2 separate regions of the Rattus norvegicus genome follow, and region 2 is linked to region 1. The links are chromatin contacts, called in public Hi-C maps. All regions are on one chromosome and are shown on one strand. The core of a region is the stretch at or near the end of the contact, and the rest is flanking DNA. Distances in the headings are between cores, read along the strand shown. Region 1 holds the start of Dicer1 (dicer 1 ribonuclease III). Region 2 holds the start of Glrx5 (glutaredoxin 5).

Region 1 (6,588 bases), core at 1,795-4,294:
CAACTACTCAAAAGTAAAGGATGGCAGCCACAGCCACCATCCACAGATGGCTGGAAAAGCAGAACAAGGCATACAAGGTGCTCCTCCAACTTTAGAGGCCCTAGAAACCCCTTCTAAGTTGAAAATGCAGAACTGAGGAACGGACGTGTGTACTTGGCATGTCAAACTTTCTGGCTGAACAACAAAGCATGATGTAAGGTATCACTGGCTACACCTCATGATCACATGGCTGACTGGGACAGGAAAGAGTCAAAACTTCACAATTAAAGAAGTGTCTGCTGTAAATGGTCTTCTCACAAAGCTTAAGGCTAAAAACTGTCATCAAACCATGATAAGCTAAGGACCATCTGTACATACGAGAGTTTCAGCCTTTCAAAGTGAGGAGAAAGATGCACACTCACATGAAGCCCAAAGGCATATGCTAGGTGTCAGTACACCAGCACCAAAGGACAAATCCTCAATGGCTACCCTTACATGAGGCTCCTAGCACAGCCAAACTCAAAGACAAGGAAAAGAGCAAACAATGGTCGCTTAGTCGTGAAGGGCGGAATGTGGATCAGTGTCCCAATGAGGGAAATCTGGAGGAGGACCGTGTGACACCTGCAAACCCGAATGTGCTGCACTGTACACTTAATGGCTAAAACTGCAATGAGTATCCTGTCACATTTTAAAGCAACTGCAAACGTTTAGACAAGCAGAGGACACCTGACTCTCTCAGTGGGCCAGAGCTTCCCTCACGCCACCTGTACTGAGGACAGATCCCACTTAGTGCAGTCTGCCTAAAATCCACTTGGACAGCACATTTTGAGGAGCAGGCATGCAGGCATTCTGAAACCAAATCATGATTCAAACAGTCAAGACTCAGGTAGACTCACAGTCTGAAGCAATCATCAGAGTCTCACTTCCCTCGTGTGTAAAACCAGGAAGAAGGACGCTGCATGAAGGCACTGAGAATTCAATGAGACTCTGTGAAAAGAGCCTGACACATCTTGGCACAGACTGATGAGTGTTCCCAAATGTCCTCCTTCTCTCCAAAGATCAGCCTATGTAGGCTGCAGGGAGGAAATCCTTAAGGAGCACACCCACCCTCTCAACTGACATCTCCAGCTCACAGCATCAGACAGTGGCAAAGAGGAAGATATGGCAATAGTGTGACACAATGCTATAAAGGTTATCCCCCCTGGAAAGCAGAGTTACACCTAGACATACATGCCACCACAAAACCACTCTCCAATCAGAACCAAGAGTGTCAGGCCTGTAATCCCAGTACCCCAGAGGCTGAGGCAGAAACTTCCTGGGGTCAAGAAAGACAAAAATGAACGACACCAAAATACTTCTAAAACCAAAACAAGATAGGTCAACAACAGACAAAACAGCCCAGCTATACAACTCCTACCCAGAAACGCTGCCAAAATGCAGTGCCCTGCGAGGGCCATAAAGACAACCACATTACTAATGTAGTTGCAAGGTCTTTTATCACCCAGTTAAAGCCAACCGAGACATCTTTTGGAACCACGAGTAAATTCACAGACTTAAGCTACCACACTGATCATTAAAAGCTGCCCTTGGTGCTGACAGTTCAGTACACTCCAACCGTAAGCATGTGTGCACTTCTTACACTGCACATTTCACAGGTAGCCTAAAAAGAGAAACAGATTATCCACAACTCAGTCTCCCAAGATATCAAAAAGATTATTTCCAAAAGTGTCCAAACTACCATTTGCTACAAGCCTTACCCAGAATTCCCCTTTTAGTAAAACTTTGGTTACAATGAAAATTTTTACCTAGAAAACAATGTTTATACCAATGAATTTCCAACTCAGTGATCCTATTTTACAGCAGGTTTGAAAAAACATTTCCCAAGTTTCTTAACTCTTGAATTGCATTCTTTTCTACTGGCACACTGTGAGGCTCCTCAGAAAACTGACAACCAAGACTGCAAAGATTCGGAAACTCAGGAAGTCCCAAGTAAGTCTCTTTCAGCAGATGATGTCTTTCAACACTTGAGCATCATAATACTTAGGTCATCATATATCGGTAATTAACCCTTTAGCCACAACTCTACTCATAAAGGCAAGGTCCATATAGATCACAGACTCCCAATCATTCATCCATCCATTTGGGCAAGTCTTCAGAACACTGGCGCTGTCCTGCAGGCAAAGTCATAAGGGCAGCTCAGTTCTGCTAGGCAATCCACACCAATTTGGTTTGTTAACTTGAAATGTACACTGATTTGGCCAAACGAAAGCCCCTTAAAGGCACAGCGACCAGAAAGGGGAGGGGCACGAAACACAGCCTGAGCCACCCACCCCCTAGGGCCAGCTTTGGTCACCTGCCAATAAACACACAACAATCCTTCCCAGGGCTCCAGCCCGCACCTCGCGGAGGCCTTGTCCCCCTCCTGATCCTCTGAGACATCCAGGGGTCCAGCGCCATTTGGCAGGCCCGGGTCGCTCCCGGGACGCCGGCCCGCGTGGATACCTCCTGTCTTCTCCCGGGCTTCGAACGCGGAACGGGACCTGTCAAAGCCCGCTCCTCCCAGGGCTGGGACGTGGAGAGGCCCGCGTGGACCTTCATCTACCCGGGCTCGGCGTCGCGGCCTGCTCCAGGCGCCCGCGCGGGCCTGGCGCAAGAGGCGGGCCGTGCATTGCTGTTCCCCGGGCCCGGACACAAAGCGGCCCAGCGGGAGCCCGCCTCACCTGCAGCACTGGGCGCCGCGGGCCTTCCAGAACCATCGGACCCCGCTCCGGCGCGCGCGTCACAGCCCAGGCCTCCCGGTGCCGCCCGGCGCCGCCGCCGCCGCCGCCATTTCCTGCCGCTCGCCGTCGCCTCGTTCCCGCTGTCAGGTTACTCCATTCACCTGGGCCCGGAGCCGCCCGCACCGCACCGCGCCGCGTCCCGACCCCTCCCGCCCGCGCCTGCGGAGACTGCGCAGCGCCCTGCTCGCCCGCAGCCCGCGCTCGGCCCGCGGCGACGGCGCACAGCGGCTTGGAGAATCCCACCGGCGTCGCGCCGCCGCTCCGCGCCCCCTCGGTTGCTCGCCCTGCGGCCGCATGAAAGCCGTCCTGTGATTGGTCGGGGCGCGGAGGTGAAAGGTTAATCCCGACCCTCCAGCCACTCAGGAGCTGGGAGACAGCGGACTCAGTCCGAGGCGGTGAATGAGGCCCAATGCGAAGACCGAGCTCTGTAACGCAGTCAGCCAGCCGGCGGGCTGGAGTCCTGTACCAAGTCCGGTCCGGGCTTGGTCTAGAGTAGCCTCCCGGCTCTGGCGACTCTCTCTCCTGGATGATGGCACCCTCGCAGACCCATCGCCCCCAGCCGCAAACCCCATTGCAACGTTCTTTGAGTCCTCAGAACTGGGCCCTTTGGCCATCCCTCAAAACCAATTTAAAATGCCCTCGGCGTGCAGATTTGCTAAGGCTGAGCTTGCTGAGTTCAAAGGAATAAAGAGACCGACTTAAAGAAAACCATCTTAGTGTAGCCTCCCCGACCTCCATGCATCTTGGAAAGGACTTCCGGATAGACTGTTGTATTCCAGGTGAAGAATGGACAGTTCTAGCCCTGGGCTTCTCTCCGCCCCTGGAAGCACTTCGCTGTCCATCTGAAGTGTATCCAACTGGATGGCCACCAGTTCCACATAGTGCTTGTTACCTCTCCGAATTAAGGTTAATCTTTAACAAATTGTAGTGGTTTGTTTATTAGAATAAATACTAGTGTCGTTTGTTTCATTTTCTTATTACTATTATTTTGAAAGCTGGTCTCGCTATGTAGACCAGGCTGGCCTCAAACTCAGAGATCCAACTGCCTCCGCCTCTCAGTTGGTGTGTGCCATCATACCCGGCTTTTTATAAAAATTAAGATACGTTCATCTATTTATTTGTGTGTCTGTGATTGTGTGTGAGATGCGCGGCACGGATCCTCATGATTTCACGACAGGAGGCTCCTAACCTCTGAGCCAGCTCCCCAGCCCCGTCTATTCCTGTAAATGCAATGGTTCTCAACATTCCCAATAACGCAATTCCTCAAGTTTTGATGACCGCCCCCAAGTCATAAAATTATTTTCGTTCTACTTCATAACTGCAATTTTGCTACTATAATGAATTGTAATATGTCTTCCAGTGGTCTTAGGTGACCCCGAGGAAAGGGTCGTTTGAACCCTCCCTCAAAAGATCGAGACCAACAGGTTTGAGAACCACTGTGTGAGCACTCGAAATTTTTAAGCTCCGTGGACTAGCGTTGAATTTAAAGCTCATAGGCCTGTACACCTTATATGACTCCCATTTTAAAGAAAAAAATGGTTTAAACTCCACTTACTCTGCAGCTAGGATGTGAACATCTGAGACTTGAATCTTATGCTGTCTCCCAAGCAGGTGTGCTCATTCAGTCCTGTGCTCAAATTCTGGTCATGTATTGATCATGAGTTAGCTTGACCTTCAGCCATGGGTAAATGAGGAAATAAATGTTTTTGGCTGTTCATGTTCACAAGCATCTTTGTGATGTGTTAAAGTACTATGGGCAATAGCTCTTCCTAGTGAAGACATACAGGGTTTTCGAAGTTAGTCCTTGGGCTGGAGAGATGGCTCAGCAGTTAAGAGCACTGACTGATCTTCCCGAGGTCCTGAGTTCAATTCCCAGCAACCACATGGTGGCTCACAACCATCTGTAATGGGATCTGATGCCCTCTCCTGGTGTGTCTGAAGACAGGTACAGTGTACTTACATATAATAAATAAATAAATCTTTTTAAAAATTGAAGAAAGAAATTTAAAACAAAATATACTCACATACATAATATAAATAAATAAATTTAAAAAAGGAGAAATTGGTCCTTTATAAATAAAGCAGCATGGAATCTGGTGAAGGTATAGGGTAATGATGACGGATACTGGCAGCAGAATTATGGGTGGATAAAATTGATGTTCCTTCCTGTTGTCCTTCCATAGTCCCTCAGGACCAGCTCAAAGCCAGCAAGATGGTTCGGTGGGTAAAAGAACTTGCACTGCAAGCCTAAAAACCTGAGATCAAATCCCAGAACCCCACAAAGGTGGAACCAGAACTGGCTCTTCAAAGTTATCCTCTTATCCCCCACCCCCAACCCCCAACACATACACATCACAAAAATAAAGATAGTTTTTTAAAAGACCAACCAGGCTTGTCCATTAGCAGATGTTTCTGATTTATTTATCTTTCTCTTTAACTTGAGGGCAATATGGTCCATCTGTTTTGAGCTGTCCTGGAACTTGCTCTGTACACCAACCAGGCTGGCCTTGAACTCATAAAGATCCGACTGCCTCTGCCTCCCAAGTGCTGGAATTAAAGGCGTGCACCACCACCACTCGGCTCTGTCTTTAAAAAAAAAAAAAAAAATGGGCTTGGACTGTCCCAGTGTGAGGAGAAGGTTAAGAAGGCAAAATCACAGACCAAGGCCAGCCCCAAGGACGGCTGCCCAGTCACATACTCAGGACTCACGTGATTTCACCAGAACCTTCTCCCCATTTAATTCATAAAATACAGGTGAAGGCCGGTACAGGATAGAACGAGGCCTGTCATTGGGCGAGAAGGAAGGATGGGCGGGAGAAAAGTTTGAGGGAGGGGGAAGAGACAGGAGGAGACTAGGAGAGAAGCCGTGGCAGAGAGAACATGGAGGCTGACGTTAAGATTCCACTCTGTATTTACAGGTTGTTATGAATGTTCTTAAGGGATGGATGGTACCGGGCCTTGTATGCTTAGGTGGGCAATTATATCTTATCAATTGGATCAGAGGTTATTGTGTTGTGTGTTCTTTCATGTGGTGATTCGACTTTAGGAGAGTGGGTGGTGGCTAGAGACACTAGATTCCACATTTTATTTATATCTCCAGGAATCTCAGAGCTGGTATCCCAAGCCACATTAAGCAACGGTACGACACCCTGTGCGGTGCATTTTCTGTGAGCTAACTTTGATTTTCCCCTCGTGTCTCCACACTGATCCAAAAAGAGGAGAGAAAGCTCTTCCTTACCACAGAATAAGTTTAGGAGGAGCTGTGTCAGGGCAATGATCTGACATTGAACTAGACACGAGAGATCTTAAAGCGGATTCTCTATGAATTCTTTGGAAAGTAATAACTTTACAAGAGAGCAATCCAGCAGATGCTATCTCACCCAGATGAAGTCAGCTGTCACGGGAGGAGATCACAGGATGCACCCCACTAGAGTCAGCCTCCGTCTTGTCAACGTAATTTTCAAGTTGAAAGTATAGGTATAGCAGGAAATGTTCCTAAGAAAATGTCCCTTCAGAGAGTGGCATGCAGACCCCAGTCTTCATTATTATGCAGTATGGACAGAGCACAGACGGGTGTGCCTCATGGCCAAAGTCCTGGCTGGACAGTGTCTGCTTTGGCCAGCAGCTGGACATGCAGTAAATAGCCACAGCCCAGTGGGGGTGGGATGGGTACCACACAGGGTTCCATGCATGTATTAGCCTGAATGGTTTCCTAGTGTCTCTTAATATAATCTGTCAAATAAAACCCTGTACTGTTTTAGGGACTATGCGGGTCATGTGATCAAACCAGCTCAGTCAGTCAACATGTTCTCAAGGGAGGGTTCGAGGA
Region 2 (6,588 bases), core at 2,636-5,135, 300 kb after region 1:
AACACTCAAAAGGCATTGCTACCTCTTGGGAAGGCTGGCTCTGCCTGGGTTTCCACATTCCATTTAGCTGTTGTCTGGGCATCAGATTAATGTGTGGCTGAGTCGATGCTCTGTTAAGTGTCTCACAGGGGTGGGTCAGGTTTCAGCTCGGTTTGTAGGTTTCTGGGTCCCAAGAGCCATCTTCACTGTAGGAATGTTTGGTGGCTCCATCACTGTAACCCAGAGAGCCACTTTTCTCTTAGGGCAGCACCTTCAAAGCTCTGGACAGTAGGGCCAGACACACTCATGTCACCTGGTGTATAAGCACACCCGACCCCCTTTTGCTTATTGTGTACCAGTGTTTTGCCTGCATGCATGTCTGTGCACCAGAGGCTAGAAGAGGGTGTTGGATTCCCCGGAACCAGAGTTACAGAAAGTTGTGAGATACAAGGTGGGTACAAGGATTGGATCCAGGACCTCTACAAGAGCAGCCAGTGCTCTTAACCAATGAGCCTTCCCTCTAGCCCTGCCTCCCCTCTTCTTAAAGCTGGTTACTGTAAAGGACATATGGTGGTGGCACTGGGTGTCAGAGAAAGAAAGGGGGCAGGGGCTGGAGCCCACTCAGCTCCACAGTCCCCACTCTGGTAGGTCTGGGGCTGAGAAACAGAAGACGAAGATTCCATCGCCATTCTCACTGGCTTCATGGTGCTTTGGGAGGTGAACAGAAAAGAACACTTTTTACTAGATATAGAAAAGCCTCGTCTGAACGCAAGGGAAGGAGAGACACTGTGAGATGCCTGAGTCACATATTCCCAAGGTGAATTTTGGGGTCCAACTACGTTGTTTTGCCCAAATCCTAGGATCCTTGAAAGCAAACTCCCATCCCGCTTCCCCGCTGAGGATACACGTCACGGCGATACACAAGTTGTTCAGAGCACAGTTCTGACGACCGCTTTAGAAGTGTACTTTTTTCACATTCGTTTTAAGATTTCTAAAGCTTTCCAAAGCAGTGTTATACACCACACACATACTTTAAGATAGCTTTATTAAAATTGTGTATCCTTGGTTGGATTGGGACTCACTCTGTAGACTGAGCTGGCCTTGAACTCAGATCCACGTGCTTATACCTCCCAAGTATTGGGATCAAAGGCGTGTGTCACTATGCCCAGCAGTGCCAGAGCTGCATTTCTGAAACATGGGGCTCAGCGATCTTCCCACCTGCTCACTTTAATGTCACACGACAGCTGTATTAGATATCTGATGACTTAAAGAGAAAAATCTTTCCTAGGCCAACTAACTGTACATAAAGTCAGCTATTGACACCTCCACAGGATTTACAATCATGAGAACTCTTCAGGATGTGTCTATGAGGATGTTTCCAGAAGGGTTTAAGTAGGGAGAGGACCCGCTGACCTGTAGGGTGGGGACTTGGAATCAGCTGGACAGCAGCTTTCCTCTTCTGCATCAACTGTGGATGCTGTGGGACCAGCAGCAACAGGCACCAGCCGGCTTGTCTGTCCTGCCATGAAGTCTATACCCTCAAGCTGTGAGACAAAGTCTATATCCTCAAGCCGTGAGATTCTTACTCCCTTAAGCTGGTTTTTGTTTTTTTTTTTTTTTTGGCCAGGAATATTGTTACTACTAATAGTTAGCAGCATGCTGTTTATCACCACTGCTCTGCGTCCAGGTCACCAGAACAGTCTGCAAATTCTTCCCCTTCACCCAGGGAGCACCAAAGCCAACCAGACACACGGCTTCCCTTATTTATTTATTTATTTATTTATTTATTTATTTATTTATTTAAAACTACTTACAGCGATGTAAGAATGAAAACCAGACACACGGCTTCCTTTATTTATTTATTTATTTATTTATTTATTTATTTATTTAAAACTACTTACAGCAATGTAAGAATGAATAAAAGCTCCCGGATGCTGGGGTGACTTAACCCACACAGGTGTCTGACTTTTGGAGCAGCTATTTTTACCTCTGCTTTTCTTGCAAACATCTTTGTACGGTGTCTGGAATCTGTGAAAGAACAAGGTTTTAGTTTGGGGCTTGCCATCAGAAAAGGAACAGGACTCAACACAACGACAAGGAATCCGCTAGGCGGTTCCCATCTGTCTTCAGTTTCCCCGTGGCTCGGGTTTCCAGCGGAGCCTCGACCTAGCGGGCTCCACGGGTCATGTGTGTACACTCTCTGATTTTTACATTCACTCCCCAGGTGCAAACGGGCCACTTCCAGCAACACCGTTAGTAACTCGAGGTCTTGTAGCAGCACTTAGTGTCCAACAGAAACCGCTCCGTCTGCTAAACAATATCTTGACTGCAAAGCTTCTCTGACTGTTGGTGGATCGACAATGACACGGCACAGTCATTATCACCGTGGCAACAGTACCCAGGATTTATCAGAGGAAAATTGCACATGGAACCGCTGGCTCTCGAGCAGGCATGCCTCAGCTTCCTCTGGAGTATGCTTTTTCTGCAAGTCTGGTGTGCTCGAGGGTACCACCAACCCAGCGCAGGTCCAAGACTACAGATTAGATAGAGGGCCACTGAGTCCTGCTGGCCAGGATCTGGATCCCCGTGCTACCAGTGTGAGCACCGACCATGTCTGGGGCTCTGTTCTAAGGGGAAGTACATGCCAAGCAATATATAAAATGGAGAGGGCAAAGCAAACAACTAGCCTGCTTATTCTTCTGCACCGTCCCCAGATGTGCAAGCGCTCTACCCATGGGCGATCATCACTGACAGAACACTCTCTTTTATTACTGTCTGTATGCATGGGGGTGGAACTCAGACGTCGCTTACACTCGGAAAGCGACCTACTACTGACCTATATCCTCATACTTTCTGTTTCTCCTCTTTAAAAGATCTTGCTGTATGGCCCAGGTTTATTTAGAAATCTTGAGTTCAACAGATCCTCTTATCTCAGCCTCTTAGTAGGCAAGGAACTTTGCAGACAACGGTCACAGGGTTCAGCAACCTCCAATTTCTTAGTTCTTTCAATAAACGGTCCTGACCCCAGCAACAGGGGGTTATGTGGGCAGAAGGGTCACCGAGACCCCAAAGACAGCCGTCCCACAGCTAGAGTACTTTACACGTTTGTAGGATAAGAACATCATTCTAGAGGCCAGGGAGATGGCTCAGAGTGTCAAGGGACTTACCCTGCACCCCAGAGTTCCATCACTGGATCCTTTATAATAGGCGGAAGTAGGGATCTGACCACACAAAGTTGTCTTCTGACTTCTATTCACACGCTGTGGCAGGTGTATGCACATAGATCATACATACACAATAATGATATTTTTATGCTAAAAGATCATTCTAGAGGAAGACTCCACGTGAGGCAGCAGCACACGGCTTGGCTGTCCACGTGCATGGCGGGTTCGAGGCTGGTCAGTATACGCCAAGTTGGCGGCTCACCTCAGCTAGTGATGCGTGAAGGCCCACCACCTCTCTGGCGCACGCCTTCGCAGGACTATCGGACCGCATTACCTTAAAAATCAGTCGCCGCAAACGGAACCGGAAACTGCGTCTGACGTGATTCCTTCCCGGCGTGCCGCGGGCGGCAGAAGCCCCGCCTTGCGCCTGCCCTGTCATCCTGGCTTTTCCCTGCAGGCCTCGAACGCACGCTGGAGGAAAGCCGTCTTCCTGTAGTCACACCTCTTGCTGTCCTTTACTGACGGACGTCCAGTTTGTCCAATCAACACGCAAAGTGGTCGTCCAGGCTCACTAGCAAGCCTGTAGGATGCGGCTCCCAGGGAAGGCCCACCGTTACGGTGTAAGCGATATGATTGGTGGAATTGAGCCAGTATTGTCCAATCACGAGACTCATCCCAGAGCCTATCCAATGAGAACTTCCAGTGGGCCGGCCGGACACCAAGGGCTCTGTAAGCCCTCGGGTGGCCGCAGAAGCGGTGATCAGCGAGCGGGCATGAGCGCGTCCCTGAGCCGGGCGGCCGCGGCTCTGCTCCGCTGGGGGCGCGGCGCGGGTGGCGGAGTCCTGCCCCGAGCCGGCGTGCGGGCAGCAAGCTCGGGCGGCCAGGCGGAGCAGCTGGACGCGCTGGTGAAGAAGGACAAGGTGGTGGTGTTCCTCAAGGGGACGCCCGAGCAGCCCCAGTGCGGCTTCAGCAACGCCGTGGTACAGATCCTGCGGCTGCACGGAGTCCGCGACTATGCGGCCTACAACGTGCTGGAGGACCCGGAGCTGAGGCAAGGTCAGGCCCGTGGGACCTGGCGACGAGGGCGCGGTGAACTTGAGCAGATCTCGAGGAGTAAGGGCCCTCCCTAGTTGCGAAGCCACCTGGGCGGAGGGAGGGTTCGCCTCGGCCCCTCTCGGGGAGAGATGTTCCTGGCTGCATAGGTGTGGGGTAGTCCGAAGCGTGATCCGTCAGAACAGGTAGATTGGGGACTGGCTGTCTGAGAGGGGGACTCACAGCGAGTACCTTGGGGACACTTGGAGGGCTTGGAAGCCAGCAGCCTACTTGCTAGGTGAGGGACTGATGCCGCCTATGTAGGGAGGAGGTCTCAGGCTTGCCTGTGTGTGCCTAACGAGGTCAGAGGCTGACCTCTAATGTTTAAGGCACCGAGGGTCAGGGACTGTCTTCTTGCCGCAGAGGTTTCACCATAGTCTAGCTGGACTCAACGTTGGGAAAGACACGGACTTTGGTTTTTAGGGACTGTAGCACCAAAGAACCCTGTGTGAACATGGTAGAGACACAGCGGGAAGAGAAAGCCACTAAGACTTCTGACCCCCGAACTGCAGCAAGGTTGGGGGCCAAAGGGCAGAGAGCAGAACAGCCAAACCTGTTGCTTTTCACTAACCCCAAGGCAAAGAGACTGAGTCCTGAAGTCTAGTTGAAATCCTTTCTCTCAGTCTTTTGCTTACTCTGAGCAGGGGAAGAGAAAGGCCAGGGATTTGGTCCTGATCCTTGGCAAGAATTGGTCAGGGTGGGCCGAGTAATGAAAAAGCTGCCCTCTCCCCTCTCCCTGCTCCTCCTTCAGTGGTATCTGGGGAACCCCGCATTCTAGAAATCCCCCCAGTCTTCTTACTGACCTGGTGCTCTGGTTTGGTCACTGCTGAAAGGAGCCTTTTCTATGAGAATGGAGTATGCAGCGTTTGAAATTACTAATTATAGCTATTCATCGTGGTATGGTCATTCTTCTTGAGGCTGGGGCTGTGGAGATCAGGTTTGCTTTGGAATGGTCTGTGATTGGTCTGCAGCACAGCCATAAGTAAAATGAAGAATTATGACCCTGAACCTGGCAGAGTCCGTGAGGAAACGAGAGACGATAAAAACTATAGCTGGGCATAGAAACTCACTTCTGTAGCCCCAGTTCTCTGCAGGCAGAGGCAGGGGGATCACCAGTTCAAAGCCAGACTGCACTGCATTGTGGGAATTCCTCCTTTCCCTTCCATACTGTATATAATGCCATCCTCTCTGGCCCGAGAGGCACCCACTAAGTGGCAGCAACTTTATTATTAAACCTGACGGCTTTCCATGGTGTTTCGTGGCTGACCCCACATTAGTTCCCTGGGATGGTTTTGATGGGCGTGGCTCTGGGGTGAAGCAGAGAAAGAGCAACTGAACGAGTGCTACCAGGGATGATGGCCAGACGTGCCTTGTGCTCTGAACCCCGTGTTTTCCTCCTCAGCTAACATTTGGCTGCTTGTGAGGCTCTGGGGTTATCTGGCCCAGGGCACGTTGTGGCTTTGGGTCAGAGGTGGCTCCTTGCAGGGGGGAGATAAGCAGCTACTCTGCAGCCTCGGAGCTAGGACCTACCTACCTGCGGTCACCCCGCCAGTGTGGCTCTTAGCAGACGCTACACTGTGGATATCTTGCTTAATATGAGGTCTGAGGAGCTTTGGCTTAGGATTTATGTTCCCCTGTTTAGTGTAACTGGAGGGAAGATACACCGGGGACAACCAATCTGAGAACGAGTATCAGGACCTGCTCTGTCGTCCACCTCACGTGCCTGGTCTCTCACCATTAGGTGCTCAGATGACACAAGAATTTAGCTCTTTTTTGTTGTTGTTGTTGATATTTGTTGTTGTTGTTGTTACTCAATTTTATTTATTATTTTTCTTCTTTTTTAGACAGGCTAGCCAAGCTCGCCTAGAACTCACTGTGAAGATTAGGCTGGCCCAGAACTTGCATTGTTCCTCCTATTGCTCAAGTGCTGGTGCCGGAGAGCCATTGTGCCCAGCTTCAAGCCTTCATTTCACTGGCTTGTTAGTTTTGTTAGTGTGTTCTCCAAATAATTAAACATGAGCCTCCTGTAGCTTAGAAAAATGAAGGTTAGTGGAAGGGCTGACATTCAGACTGATGAGAGTGTGCCCCCCCATCATCGCCCGCTCCGGGGGGGCCTAGCCAGGTTGAGCCTTTCAAGAGGTTTTTGTCTATAGTCAAGTATGCCAGAGGGCAAGGGGGTAGCTCGTGCTCGCTTTGGCAGACAAGGAGAGGCCACTCACCTGTCCCGCTGTGGCAATGGTCCTTCCTTCTCCCTTCTGACAGTTTTCAGAGGGCCCTGCTTCTCACCCAGGATCCAGGACGGGTGGTGTAAAGAAGGCTTCTGGTCCTCACTTTTATCACCTCGGGTACACAC

What was found. Hi-C and Micro-C count contacts between places; a contact is called where the count stands out from the background.
Region 2: a Hi-C map of liver shows a contact between it and region 1, with 4 times the contacts expected there. The contact joins the promoter of Glrx5 here to the promoter of Dicer1 in region 1. A contact is called at or near these places in 4 of 12 Hi-C or Micro-C datasets (frontal cortex, kidney, liver and 1 more).

What each region holds. Positions count from the first base shown.
Region 1 is chr6:129,454,208-129,460,795 of GRCr8, forward strand. It overlaps Dicer1 (dicer 1 ribonuclease III), which reads right to left and starts at 3,045. Exons shown (of 27, transcript NM_001427215.1): 1 at 2,700-3,045.
Region 2 is chr6:129,749,309-129,755,896 of GRCr8, forward strand. Glrx5 (glutaredoxin 5) reads left to right here and starts at 3,886. Exons shown (of 2, transcript NM_001108722.1): 1 at 3,886-4,199. The coding sequence starts at 3,917. LOC134479255 (a long non-coding RNA gene) reads right to left here and starts at 3,522. Exons shown (of 2, transcript XR_010052351.1): 1 at 3,147-3,522; 2 at 1,826-2,007. It also overlaps Scarna13.